2 separate regions of the Mus musculus genome follow, and region 2 is linked to region 1. Evidence: chromatin contacts called from public HiChIP or PLAC-seq data. All regions are on one chromosome and are shown on one strand. The core of a region is the stretch at or near the end of the contact, and the rest is flanking DNA. Distances in the headings are between cores, read along the strand shown.

Region 1 (7,490 bases), core at 2,563-5,062:
AGTCTAACTGCAAGCAGTACTATGAAACATCCCCCTTCCTTGGAGACCTATAAGAAAGGACCCCCATTGTGTTGCATGTTGTTGTACCTGAACTTTCATGGTATCTACCTATGACTGGCTTGGAGACTGACTTCTGGGAGACCCTGTCATGTTGTCTGTCAATAGCATTAATAGCTTTTCTAGTAACTCTCTTACCCAAAAGATAAATCTGCCTCAGTGTCCCTCTCAATCCCAACCCTGAGAGGATGGCAACTTCATCAATAGATTGATTAATGCATCAAAAGAACATCACGGGTGAATTATTAGTAGATAGGGCCTAGTTGGAAGAAGTTGGCCACTGTGCGTTATGACCTTCGAAGAGTATCCCTTGTTCCCAGAGTATCCCTTGCACTCTTTCTCTTGCTCTGCCTCCTCTTGTCATCTGTGACCTGAGCTGCTTTGCCACACTATGTGTTCCTGCTCCCATGAGTATGGGCCACAGAGCAAGAGTGATAAGTATCCATGGACTGAAACCTTGAGCCCAACTAGGCCTTTCTCTGTGTTTCTCGGTTATTATAATACAGTGCTGGAAAATGACTAATGCAGTCTGTTTTTTAATTTTAAATTTAGTTAAAAATTTAATTTATGAAAATGGCATATATTTGTGATGTTTAACATGTTTTCAAATGTGTGTATATTTGAAGAAGGGCCAAACTGATCTAATTAACTTTTCTTAATATGCTTAGTTTTTGTGGTAAGAACCTTAAAATTTACTCTGTTTTTCAAGTATGCCATACATGATTAAGGATAGTCACTATTTTGTGCAACAGAGCTCTTAAACTTATTTCTCCAATCTATCAAATTTTGTAGCCTTTAATAAAAATCTCAACTCCTACCTATTTTCCCATTATTGCGGTATTCTGACTAGTTTATTCTTTGTCCTTGTCCTTACCTCCAATTAGCTAGTAAAGGTCCTCTTGCCATGAACTTTATCTTTCTTTGATTCTTTAATTTCATTTTCCATACTTTTTTTACTGTTTGTATTTACCTTGTCTCTTTATTGTGAATTCCTCCAGGACAGAGTCTATCAGCTGTTTCAACTCCTATAGCACAATGCTATTCTGAATGTTCCCCCAAATTTAAAGCAGCATGGCGTTCTACTACTTTAATACATCGGTGGGTGATATAAGCAGATATCAAGACAAAGAAGGAGGAAGAACGTGTCCTATGGTTGTTCTTCTTCTTACAGTTGGTTTTACAGTTTGGCTTTCTCTATTCATCCGTAATGTTTAGTTACAAATCAGCCAGGGTGACTCAGCAGGTGGACTGCCTTCTGACAAGGACGAACAGTTAGTTCTTCAAACAGGAGGTTTTAAAATAAATTACTGATTACTATTTTATTCCACTTTGGGATGAATGTTATATTGTCTTAACTCCCGTACTACCCATGTTAGACTCCATTTGCAGAAGCTCCCAGTCATAAAATCAGAAACAAAAGCCCTCTTAAGTTACAAATGAGAAAATTTAAGTCCAGGAAGGCTTGTTGCACATCCACATAATAGCACTCTCATCACTTTGCCTGCAGTTTTTATACTTTCTGCTCTTTCAGGTACCCATTTTTGCATACAAGGCCAGTAATTAGTGTGATATTGGGGTTCTGGAAAATGTTCTATTTACCAAAGAATAGGTTTCATATTTGCCACAATCTTCTCTTTTTAAAAATAAAAAGTTTATATTCTATACTTAGGATATAAAATAATAAAAATTTCCTGTACTTTATAAAGGAATCTCCCATATTTCCAGAGTAGCAGCTGCCCCATTGCTTCACACTAATAGTGATTGATCATTTTATCAGAGTGGAGCCTACAAGAGGAAAACCTAAGCAACTGGGGAAGCAAGGCAAGGTAGTTACCCGGCAGGGGTGTTCATTAGGGAAGAAATGTTTTGGAAAGCTGTCTGGATGGGGCTATTGGAAGGTATGAAGAGAAATGCTTTCTAGGAGCCTGGAAAGATAAGTGTTAAGAATGTTTGGTGCTCTTGAGGAGGAAATGGGTTCAGTTCCTAGCACCCAAATGGTGAATTGTAATTGTCTGCAGTCTGAGACTCAGGGAATCCAAAGATCTCTGCCTCACCAAACACCAGGCAATAGGTAACACATACACATAAATGCAGGCAAATATGCATATACACAAAATAAAAAACAAATACATCTTTTAAAAAAGAACACCCTCCCACCCTTTGGCTATATCTGTAAACATCTTTTGTCACTTTTGGAAAGGGAGATGTGCCTGGAATCTAAGGGACAGAAACTATTTTGTCAAACACATTATCATGCACAGAACAGTCCTCACAACAAGAGTAAGCTAGCTTTATGTCAACATTTCCAAAAAGGGGGTGGGGTGGGGGAACCACTTTTTAAAAAAGGAACTAGAGTACTTGTTACCTAATGTCTTATGCATTAAAAAAAAAAAAGGTAGAAAGGAATGTCAACACTCACTAACCTTTTGTGTGTGGCTAACAGTGTCTAGGAATTCTGGAGACAGTCCACTTGCAGTTCACAAATTCTCACTTCTTTGTGAAGATGAACTAAGCAGACAGTTCAGTTACATATATTTGGAAGTTGTCCGTCTGTACTCAAAGTCCACTGAGGTATGTTTGACAGAAGGAAAGAGGTCTTTAGTGGTATGTAAAAAAGTCCTGTCCTTGGCTCTGCCTTACTAACACCAATAAACAACGTTAAGTACTTAATAAAATGTCAGTAAGATTTGAATTTGATGATCCAGGAAGAGAAGGATTTCGCCCTCCCCCCACCCCCCAAAAAAAGTTGTGCTTACTTCAGAGGGCATAGTATTCCTTGGGGACACTAACAACCCATAAGAGGAAAAAGGTAGGTAGGAGCCTGGGTATATTGGGAATGGTGCTTAAAAACCACGGTGGGAGGAAATAAAGACATGATTAATTGCATATACGAAGGCACAGAGGGACAGTTGTCTACGACATGTGCCCCTGAGAAAACTCAACAGGCTGAAGCAATGGATTTAGGTCCAGCAGAAGAGGTTTCTACATAGAACATATTTCTGTTTGCTCCAAATCCAGTTCCTCGCGCACACTTTCATAGCACTTTCCGTGCCCACCCTTCCCAGATGGTGGCATAGGTGTGTCCTGACAGCATGGACTCGCGCTGGGACTAGCCTAAGTAACTCCCAATCCTCTCCGGAGAATTCTGTGACAACTGTGGCCTTTGACATCCTTCCTGGTTTTCAGAAAGGAGTCGTCTGTGGAATCAGGGAATTGTGTGGAACTTTATACACAACCAGGTGTTGGCGTCACGGTTGTTTTGAGCATTAGCATTTTTGATGTGCCTGACAGGACAACAGGGGTCTCTTCCAAGGGAATCGGATTTTTCTCAGGAGATGACCGCTTCCCAGGCCCCGTCGAGCCTTAGCGGCTTCCGAGTCCGTCTCAGGGAAGCACGGCGACCCCACACAGAGGCGAGGAGGTGGGCTGAGGCAGCGAAGCGACTCAGCGGTTAGAACGAACGCTTCGCAGTTCGAGGCGGGTGAGTGCGCGCGGCCGAGCCCCCGGGAGGCGGGGGGGGGGAAGAGCGGACCAATCAGCGGGCCCTCTCCCCACGCGCGCTCAGGATTGGACGATCCGTTCCAGCCTCTCTCCGGGCCGTGGGCGGGCCGCGCCAGGAACGGCCTGGGATAGGCGCGCCCGCTGCGCCAGCGTCCCAGGGGCGCGTGCGCGGTCTCGCGTCAGCCGCGGGGGCCGGTCTCGCGCGGCCTCGAGGAGGAGTTGCTGGCGACGGCGGCGACGGAGGAGGCTGGCGGTGAGGAGGGGGCGGGGACTGGAGACTCCGAGGTGGGAGGAATCGGGAGTTTCTGGATTCTTTATCCAGTGTTTTGAGGGCCGCCAGACGGAGGGCTGTTGCTTGGGCTGCGTTGAGGAGCGAGGGAGGGAGAGAGGATCGGCGGCCGCCGGGGCTTGGAGGTAAGGGGCGGACCCGCAGCGCCCGGGCTGTGGCGATCTTAATCAACAGGTTCCCGGGAGCGCGGCGGGGGAGGGGCGGCGGGGCTCGCACCCCCTCCCAGACCCGCCGCACCGCCAGGGTTCCCTGGGGAGAGCCCCAGGCTGAGCCGGGCGCCGCGGTGGCAGCCCAACCTTTGTCCCTCGGAGGGACGCTCCCCGCGCGATGCCGGTTGGTTCCCTGGGCCGGGGGGTGGGGGTGGGGGGGACGCACCTTGGCGCGGTGGCGGGCCACCCCGCCGGACTTGCCGGGGGCACGGCAGGGAGTCGTCTCGCTGCGCCCAGGCCCGGAGTTCGCGAGTCTCTGGGACTCTTCCCTCACCCCACCCCTGGCCGGATCGGGGAACCAGCCTGGGAAACACTTTCCCGTGGAAGACGGAATGCAGCCAGCGTTCCGGTGCCTGAGTCAGCCCCTGGTGTTCTGCTACTCATTGCGTTCTGCGGATAAACAGTTCCTGCTTCCTTGTGACCACTGCTAAAGAGTAGTGCGTTCTCAGAACTTAGACGGAGATTGTCCGGTGAACTTTGAAGCCTGTAAATGCTTGGTAGAGCTACTTTCAATGAATGCCGCTCGGAACGATCCTTATTGTAAATTACGTAACTGACTAAGGATAGCTCTCTCCTTCTGTCCAGCTGACTGACACACAGTAATGTGTGTGGAATTTAGATTCGGCCGAAAAGTTTTCCATGACACTTTACTCTAAAATGAATGCAGCACCTACGAGGGTTTTTACTTAGTGTGTTGTGTCTAATTTAGAGTTTCAAGAGTTTAAATTCTGAAAGCCAGTGTAGCAAGAATTCTAAAGTTTTGATTTAGCGGATAAGGTGGAAGGTATTTCTGGTTTTAATAAGGCACTGTAATGTTTTAATGATACTATTCTAATTATCCTTTTAAATTATGCCAGAAATTAATAACTTGTTAACTTTTGCAACAGTAACAAATTATGTGGTGTGCTGGTGTCTTTGAAGTATAGGTATTGGTGGGAATGAACACTATCCTTTCTTGACGAGCTGTTTCTATAGTATTTCTGTGGACACGATTTCTTGTTTTAAAGATCATTCTAAACTGTAATAGCAGGCTTACATTAAAATTTAAAGAGCTTTATAAGTAAAAAAGACAAAGATATCAAAAGAGATTCATAATCTTTTTTTTTGGGGGGGGGGCGTCGAGAAAGGGTTTCTCTGTATAGCCCTGGCTGTCCTGGAACTCACTTTGTAGACCAGGCTGGCCTCGAACTCAGAAATCCGCCTGCCTCTGCCTCCTGAGTGCTGGGACTAAAGGTGTGCGCCACCACACCCAGCGTTTCATAATCTTTTAAAAATTGAGTAAATTTGCCACGAATGACTAAAAGTCATCACCTTGAATTTGACAAATAATGGTGGACTCCTTAGTGATTTTATACACACACACACACACACACACATACACATATATAAATATAATGTTAAAATAGATGAGAGACTTAATATAATTCTACCTAAGGGTCATCCAAAGTGGTACAGTGACTTAGCTATGCATGTCGACTTCGGAATTGTAATTTTTTTGAAAAAAGATTTTATTTATATGTTCATGGGGGTGGGATATTGACACATATATGCATGTGCCAGTGGCAGCTGAAGGCATTGAATTCCCCTAGAACTAGAGTTACAGGCTCTCGGGGACCACCCATTGTGGGTGCTGGGAGCTTAACTTGGTTCCTCAGCAAGAGCTCTTTAATGCTGAGCCCTCCATCTAGGCTACTGTATTGTGGTCTGATTAAAAAGCTCAGACTCACTACCTATAGTCCCCTACCTATGTAAACAAAAGCCAAATCTGCTTTCTGTCATGTCATGTCTAAAATACTTCTGTTCTTTGTTTAAGATACTGTGTAGACCAGAGTTCTGAGCCACTGTTTGGTGTTCTCTTCTGTTGAGGTTTCTCCTGTAATGTGTGCACAGCATGCATTAATAAACTCACATAATTGAGAATAACCTCCTTGAAGTCCTTTGATGGATCTTGTATGTTAATCACAAACAAACTACCTTCATATTAACATTTACACTCAAATTGGACTGGTGAGCACTGTAGTCTTACAAAGTTAACACACATTTAAATGTCACAATCATCAGACTTTCAAAAAATTTAAGATGACAATATTTAGCATATTCTTTTAACTTTTCCACAGGTAAAATTCATGCTTTCTTTTCATATGTTACCGTGTACAATATTTTGGAAATGTTTTGGGAAAAAATTGTTCTGACTTACGTATATTAATGTGACCTATTAATTCTCTGATGTTTTGCTGATTTTGGAGTGTTTATTATACACTTAGTAAATTACAGGATCATTAAGTTGGAAGTCATCTTATGTATGTACAGAACATTTTTAGGTCTCAGGGACAAGTTAGGGTTGTAGAAGAGGTGATGAGTGTGAAGTAAATACTTCACACTTGTTTTGGTATTCTACTTTTAGTGGTGTTCTCATTGCACGTGACTGCCCACTTCTCCTCCCTAGCATCTTGCTTGGTATGTAGCCCAAGCAGACCTACACCTGGTAATGTAACTAGACTGGCCCCAAACTCCTCATTCTCTTGCCTTAGACTCCAAAGTACTGGCATTGCAGGCATGTGCCACCACGCCCAGCTCTTTACTAATTGTTAATTAAATCAGTAAGTTACTTTCTCCACATCATATTAATTACTGCCAAGGTTGTATGTCCTGCCCTCCTCACTTCTATCTGTGTTTTTTCCTTTTTTTTTTTTCAATAACTACCCAATTTATTCCTTTTTGAAGTTTTTTCTATTTTTTTAAATACTTCAAACAGTGCTTAATGAATATCCTTCAGTGTGTCTCTGAAAGATGTGTGTTTTCCCAAGATGTATACCACCTGCAAAGGGAACTGTTGACTGCAGTTTGCTGTGCATTTTTGACTTGATTGGTTGCAGCCAGGCAAATGATTTTCCCTGCATTTACTCTTATGAGTGGAAGTGTTTTCTTATCTTTGCCCATGATTAGCATTGTCAGTTTTAAATTTTTCTGACCATATGGATGAGAAATTATGTATTTGTTTCCTTTCTTTAAAAGATTAAATTTTTATGTATTGGCACAGTCAAGAAACGGAACAGTTTCATGTACTATCTTTTTTTAAAGTCAGCCTCCCCCCAGACTTTACTCCTAGCAACTAATGATTTCCCTCCTATAATCTCTCTTTTTAAGACATTTAATAGTATTATCTAGTTTTTCTTGTCATTCATTTGAAGTTTTTAGTTTATTAAATCCTTTGTGAAAGGTATACGTACTGCACACATGTGGAAAGACACACGGAGCCTTTCCTCTTTGGGGAGGGGTTTGAGACGCAGACTGTTCAAAGCCCAGCTATGTCTTACTTAAGCTGGAGATTGTCCTTCCTCGTGAGGCTTACGCACCTCCTTGTACACCTGCCTTGTTGGCACCAGCCTTGGCTTTTCAGTCCTCCTCACCTCTTCCTTGTTTCCTTTGCATCC
Region 2 (7,490 bases), core at 2,179-4,678, 51 kb after region 1:
TTTTAATATTATAATTCTTATACTTTTCCCTCCATCTTTCCCTCTTAGATTTCCCTCATGGATACATTTCATAGCATTATTATGTGATATGAGAAGTTATTTTTCTTTCTTTGAAGTAACATGGATTTTATACTACAGAATCAAGAGAATTGGCTTTATAGCAAATTTTGATATATAAAAAGTGGTACAGGTTTTTATAGATAACCATGACAACATCATATATGAATGGGCATGTAACAGAGGAATCAGACAGCGGAATAAAAAATCTTGATCTTGCATCACCAGAGGAATATCCGAAGCACCGAGAGATGGCTGTTGACTGCCCTGGAGATTTGGGCACCAGAATGATGCCAGTGCGAAGAAGTGCACAGTTAGAGCGGATTCGACAACAACAGGAGGATATGAGACGTAGGCGCGAAGAGGAAGGGAAAAAGCAAGAACTTGACCTAAATTCTTCCATGAGACTTAAGAAACTAGCTCAAATTCCTCCAAAGACTGGAATAGATAACCCTATATTTGACACGGAAGAAGGAATTGTTTTAGAAAGTCCTCACTATGCTGTGAACATATTAGGTAAGTAAAAATAGCACAATATGTTTTGCTTTGGTTCCTTGCATACCCTAACGAAAATGTGTATGCGAAGGGCCAGATTTAAGAGACTGTAAGTGATGGCGAGTTGAGTTCAACCCTGAGATCAGTTCTTTTATATTTTAGTCACATTAAACAAAAGTGTTGGTTTAGATATTGTGCTAGTTAGTTTTCTGTGGCTGTGGTAAACACCAGGACTGAGAGCAGCTTGGGGAGAAACAGATTTATTTGGCTTGCATGTCGCAGTCACAGTCTGTCATTGAGGAAAGTCAGGGCAGGAACCATAGAGGAAAACTGCCTCATGACTTGCATGCTCAAATTGCCCTTTTTAACAGCCTGAGCAACTGCCCAGGGGTGGCTGCTGTTCCTGGGGAGATGCAACGCACATCTGTTCATCCCAGAAAGGGAACGGGGACAGACCAAAGAAATGGTTACACCAATGTCCAATTTGGTGAGCCAGTGAGCTTTTTATTGGGGTTACTAACAAAACTGTGGATGAAAGGTTACTTAGCAAGCAGCAAAGATAATGTTAAAGACCAGAAAATCTACCCCAGAGTGGGTAGCAACTCCCAAAACTGCTTGACATTCTCCATGCAGCTGACAGATAGCTTGACAGTCTGAATGTCTTTTTCAGGCAGGTTAGCTGCCCCGAGTCTCTTGTCTGCCCCCAACAATTCTTTGATCCTTTTTTCACTGCTGGCTAGGGGCCTGAGTCTTTTACATTCCTGTTCTCCCTGGCTTGTGTCTTTTTGATCCTCCTTTTCCTTCCTAGAGCAAACATTCAATTTGGAAGGAATATTGCAGTTCTGAGGAACATAGCACATAGCAGTGGTACTGCCCACCATAGTCTGGGCTCTCTCACATTAGCCATTAATTAAGAAAATCCCCCAAATATACCTACAGCCAATATGATGGAGGGACTTCCTCAGTGTAGATTCTTCTTAGATATCTAGGTTTATATCAAGTTAATGAAAACCAGCACAATTGACCCTTTGCCAACATGATATACAAATACTATTAATCATGACCTTTCCTTTCTTATTTGTCCTCAAGATATCATGTAAGTATTAATATCACAGTATGAAATAATCCAACTTTTAAAAGTTCCACAGTCTTTAAAAATTCTTGCAATTTAAAAGCTCACATTCTTATAAATCCAGAGTCTCTTTTAACTGTGTGCTCCTCTAAAACCAAAACCAAGTTATATACTTGAAACATTAGACAGTTACAATGAAATCAACCCAAAACTCCAAACTCAGTGGTGTCAGCTTAGTGTCTAATATCTGGGACTCCCTTATGATCTTCTGAGCACTAAAGGGCTTTGGCAGCTCAGATTTTTAGATCTACCATTTGCAAAACACACATCTTGTCTCATAAGCTCAAGTTGATCCCACTCTACTAGTGCAGCTGTCCTTGGTAGTTACCCCATGGTACTGGTTGGTATCTCTCAGTATTCTCTGGTCTCCCCTGCAATGAAGGTACACCTGCAATCAATGGCTTCTCAGTCTCTTCAGGGATTCTAATCCTGCCACATGGTTCCAGGTCTCTCCATGCCTTCTTCACTCTTGAAATTTTGTGCCATTGAAAATCAGTTACTGGGCTGGAGAGATGGCTCAGAGGTTAAGAGCACTTGGCTGCTCTTCTAAAGGTCCTAAGTTCAATTCCCAGCAACCACATGATGGCTCATAACCATCTATAATGGGATCCGATGCCCTCTTCTGGTGTGTCTGAAGACAGCAACAGTGTACTCATATACATAAAATAACCAAACAGTTCTTTAAAAAAAATTAAGAAGAGGTTGCTCTATCCCACACTCTGTAAGCATTCCTCTTCTGGCCTTCTCTTTAAAAAACACAAAAACGTGACGAAAGGATGGACCATCTAGTGATTGCCATATCCAGAGATCCATCCCATGATCAGCTTCCAAACGCTGACACCATTGCATACACTAGCAAGATTTCGCTGAAAGGACCCAGATATAGCTGTCTCTTGTGAGACTATTCTAGGGCCTAGCAAACACAGAAGTGGATGCTCACAGTCAGCTATTGAATGGACGACAGGGCCCCCAATGGAGGAACTAGAGAAAGCACCCAAGGAACTAAAGGGATCTGCAACCCTATAGGTGGAACAACATTATGAACTAACCAGTACCCCGGAGCTCTTGTCTCTAGCTGCATATGTATCAAAAGATGGCCTAGTCGGCCATCACTGGAAAGAGAGGCCCATTGGACTTGCAAACTTTATATGCCCCAGTACAGGGGAACGCCAGGGCCAAAAAGGGGGAGTGGGTGGGTAGGGGAGTGGGGGTGGGTGGGTATGGGGGACTTTTGGTATAGCATTGGAAATGTAAATGAGCTAAATACCTAATAAAAAATGGGAAAAAAAAAAACCAAACCAAGACAGTTACCATTCGGGAGACTTACATGTTGCTAATTTCAGCTTCTGGCTTGAGATGCAGCGTTTGCTGGGATCACAGTTTCATTGTGTTCCCCCTGAAGAAATAGTTGCCAAAAAATCTCACCTCAGTGTTGCTGGCCTCTTGTTAGTCACAGCTGGTTTTTCAACCTCAGCCAACTAGTCGATTGTCCTCTTACATCAAACGTTTCGGTGATCCTGGTCTCTTAGGAATCACTGCTGATTCGTAAACCTCAACAACCAGAAACTACAGACTCTTAATTTGGAACTATCACCAGAACGCCTGATACAGTTTTTGAGAGATTCCTCCATTGTCTGCCTTTGCCTCAGCAGTCTTCTCCTCCAAGCTGCCACAGAGCAGCCTATGAAGCCCTAAGCACTCAGTGGCTTTTCCAGCCACAAGTTCCAGTTTCACAGCTCTCTCAAAAGCAGTATGGTTACCACAACACCAGCTCCTGAGACCGCTCTCTGTCCTAATTTGCATTCTTTGCTGTGATAAGCTCAGTAACTGAAAGTGACTTGGAGAAAAAAGGATTTATTTAGTTTACATGTACCAATCATAATCCATTATTGAGAAAAGTTAGGGTAGGAGCCATGGAGGAAAGCTACTCACTGGCATGTTCTTTGTGGCTTGCTCAGCTTGTTTTTTAATACAGCCCTGGACCACCTGCCTGGGAGTGGCACTGCCCACAAGGCAGTATGTTTTATAGCAACTCAGTTTTTTTTTTATTAAACTACTAGAAAATAAAGTTGAATAATGATGAAGATAATAATTACATCTTAAAATCTAGTTTTTGATAACTGTCAATAAGATAAACAGGAATTTTTTAAAAAGATAAACAGGAATTGCTTATGTGGGATCAACTTACTATCTTCGAACTCTTTTGCATGACAAAAAATTGAAAACCTGGATCTAGGATATGATTTATATACAAAAGAGTTCTGTGTCCAAATAACATGAGAATCCTAGGTTAAAAAACTCTTCTTATTAAAGAATTTCTTCAAGCCTTTACATTAGCAGGCAGAGTGGATCTAATGAGATTAGATCTGAGATCTGAGTGATGGCAGATGCATATTCTCACACGTGGAGCATTTAATCAATAAATTTTATTTCTGCATACACTGATCCTTACAGAGCTGTGTTAAGAGCCAATAGAAGTCATTTTAAGAAATGTTGCCTTATATGTTAATTTGTGTTCTCTTTAAAGCTAGGTGATGTTTCTTATAGTTACTGTTTTTTAGATGAAATAAACATTTTTTTAATTTTGGATGTAATAAAGTTTGTTTTTTATATCATTGTCATTTTACCATTCCTGTGCCTGTTGAAACCTGCAGTTAGGTACCTTAGCATATACCATTCCTATAATAATCCTGTTAAGAAGGCCTCTATGGTCTGTTTCAGAGATAAAGACAGTAGCCAGTATCAGTGCGGACGTGTAATCCTAGCTGCTGGGAAACTGATGTGGGAAGATTGTGAGTTCCAAACTAGCCAGGACAACATGCTGTGATCTCACACAAAACAAAAGAAACAACAGTTGAATTTCAGTCCCATCACTTGCTTTGACATCAAGCTAATACTTTGGGAGGGTTAAATTTGAATTTGCCACATCTAGAGTTGATCTGTGCTGCTGCAAGTAGAGGTTTGAATAGGAAGTAACATCTAGCCTGCACTTCACTCACTTGGCCAGGGCTTAGGCTAACCCTGATTTGCCCATGAGCATCATATACATGCTACGTTTGTTCTCTCATGAGTCTTTATTCCAGATAGGAAGCAGTTTCTATTGTATCTCATTTACTTTTCTTTGATAAATTTTGTGTAGAATGCATATTTAAAATGTCTGTGCTTAAATAATGTGTGTTAGACTTCTAGGATGGTGTAAAGGGACAGATGGCAGAAAGAATCCATCTAACTTCAACAGACAGGACTGTTTGAAACAGGGAAGGACTGAACTGGGTGTCTGTAGGGAGTGTTCTGCGAAGAGGAAAGGGAGGTGGGAATGGGAAGTTAAATACAGCTTCAGGGGGCTACATACAGTCTCTACTTCATAGAATTGTTGGTCTAGACAAGACCAGTTTATTTTTCAGGACTGCCTGGCCTCCAAACACTGTCCCCTCCCCCAAATCAAGGGCTTTCATGTTGTTGCTTTCAGGATGCTGACAGTGTGTGACTGAGTTAGGCAGTGGTGGTGAGGGGAAAGGGGCTGGAGTTTCAACATAGGGGTGGTGGATTTTAGCAGGTCATAGGAGAAGGGGAAGTTCCTTGGTCAGGGTTTGACAGAGTTTGTTCAAGGTTTATTCCAACTGTGTATTCAGAGATAGTAAAGTCTGCTGCATACCCTCAGATAGAATTACAGTAGGAAAAATTAGTATTTAGTACTTCTATATGAAAGAATTTTAGTGTTTCCCCTCCTAAGGGTTTTGTTAGAATAGAAATGTTTTATCTTGTTTCTTCTTGCTTACTCTTCATTTCTTACCGTTTCTCCCTCCCTCATTTAGCCTGGATTGATCTGGTTTATGTTGAATTCTTTTAAGACTAATGTATTTGTCCATGTGGCATTACTTAGAATCAGGCTAAGTTTATACTTTTTATACTTTTTTCCGTTCCTACTCATGACTTCCATTTCTACAAGTTTAAAAGACGACTATTATTTCTTCCAATTTATAATCCACTATGGTTTTCATTAATGCCTTTATGTGGCCTTTTACCTTTTTACCTTTTAATGCTTTTATGTGGCTGTTTTACCTATTTTCTAAATTGAAATATGGTGCCAGGTATTAGTAATTTATTTCCTGGAAGATTTAATAAATCATAATGAAACTCATCATTTTGTACAGGAACCAAAAAAAATATTTCTAAAGAAGTGTAATACTGCTTATCAAATATTTTTCTCTGCTAATAATCTGCTAACACATCAGACTACAACAGAAATACTCCCTTAAAATTATGTGTCTGTTTGTCAGTGTCTTAATTAATAGACACATGACAGGAGATGGCTTCAGCCTTCTTCACAGCCAGAAACAACAATTTTTTTAAGTGAGGGAAGGACAGGGCTGCTCATTTATTTCTTTGAGAAGACGCCTTCAGTTTCCAGTCAACACATCATTTATCCGTGAGTAGACAAAGCATTCCTTAAGAATTTAAAGTGTGACTAGAAAGGTTATTTTTAATGATTGTATATGTAAATTTGTACATATTTATATGTATATTGTACATTTGTAATATATAATAATAATAAACATTCAGAAAAGTGGAATGATACAGGAAATACTCAGGAGGAACAAATCAAATTTTGTTTAAAAGCAGCTAGAAGTCTTAAATAATACTGTTACAAGTTGTAAGAATTTTAATTAAGATTTCCTTAAAATTGATGTACATTCAAAACCTTCCTTTATTGCAAATAAAGTAATTGTTTTGTTCTCATTTATCATCAAAGTAAACTATCTTGTTAACGAAATCCTGAAAAAAAAGTGAAGGTTAGAGTAGAAAGAGATAGAACCAGATAATTCTCAGGCTATGTATGCCAACTTTTGTTTTGTATTAGCAGTTATATAATTTGGGGTTGTGGAGAACTAGGCAGAATAAAGAGAATAGGCTGGAGAAAACTGCTTTCTGTGTGTGTGACTGTGTACTTGATACACCCTTGAAGAGGCAGCAGGAAAGGGCGTACACACAGAGTGAGCTGCTTGATAGTTACGTAGAAAACACTTGCATTTTGTGGTTAAAGCCTCTTGTTGTGTACCAGATGTTTTAATGTGAAGAAAATAAAAGATAAAAGCAAAGAAAATAAGGGTGAATAAAGAATGAAATAAAGTAACAAAACTCTTCTAGATTTCTAACATAAACTGACTTGATATAATGAGATATACTACAATTTTGTCACCCTGTCATAAACGTTTAAAGATAAGGATTTTTTAAAGCTAGCAAAATTTCAGGGCCAGTGATTCTTTTTTATATTAGCTTCCTTCTGAAGTTACTTTTACTATCAAATGTCTGCTTAACCTGTTTTAGGTACTTCTAAATAAACTATTAGCCATTTTTTCATGGATATTTGTTGTTTACTTCTACAAATAAGTGATTAACTGATTGAAAATAGTTAGTTTGAAGTATTGTTTCTAAATGAGGTTGCTTAACTTAGAGTGTCCCTGAAGATTTAACAGTTTGCTAGATAATGCATACTCCTATAAATGTTGGTTCTTCAACATAATCTTACTAAAAGTAATTCAGTGCTATAGCATTCAATTTCAATAAATAAAAAATGCACATACCTGAGATTTGACTCTACTTTATTAAATAATAATAATTTGTAACTTTCCCCCCTCTTACAAAGACGTCCTCTTATGGTGTGTTAAATGCTTGACAGGGCAGGAGACATGGCACAGTGATTAAGAGTGCTTACTGCTCTTGCCGAGGGCTACAGTGGGTGAAAGGTTTCAAAACAACCTGTAACTCCATTTCTAGAGGACTTGATGTCTTCTCCTGACCTTTA

The links. HiChIP or PLAC-seq counts read pairs in DNA pulled down with a chosen protein or histone mark.
Region 2: an H3K4me3 HiChIP or PLAC-seq map of the 230-238 cell line shows a contact between it and region 1, with 13 read pairs. The contact joins the enhancer-like site here to the promoter of Mpp5 in region 1. A contact is called at or near these places in 6 of 39 promoter capture datasets (3T3-L1-derived adipocytes, the HPC-7 cell line, frontonasal cranial neural crest and 3 more), 1 of 15 datasets of contacts at CTCF or cohesin (the G1E-ER4 cell line), 6 of 484 Hi-C or Micro-C datasets (astrocytes, brain, forebrain and 2 more), 11 of 115 datasets of contacts at active chromatin or transcription factors (the 230-238 cell line, the SCID.adh cell line, bone marrow-derived macrophages and 5 more) and 3 of 9 other capture datasets (adipose tissue, liver and pancreatic islet).

What each region holds. Positions count from the first base shown.
Region 1 is chr12:78,745,135-78,752,624 of GRCm38.p6, forward strand. Mpp5 (membrane protein, palmitoylated 5 (MAGUK p55 subfamily member 5)) reads left to right here and starts at 3,813. Exons shown (of 15, transcript NM_019579.3): 1 at 3,813-3,972.
Region 2 is chr12:78,796,818-78,804,307 of GRCm38.p6, forward strand. It overlaps Mpp5 (membrane protein, palmitoylated 5 (MAGUK p55 subfamily member 5)), which reads left to right. Exons shown (of 15, transcript NM_019579.3): 3 at 49-573. The coding sequence starts at 207. Among named protein-coding and RNA genes, the nearest start is that of Mpp5, 52 kb to the left of the region's middle. Within about 2 kb of position 3,429, at least 12 of the 459 cell types and tissues checked have an H3K27ac peak or open chromatin away from gene starts, as enhancers often do. A contact at or near this core is called in the 230-238 cell line, where this site is marked.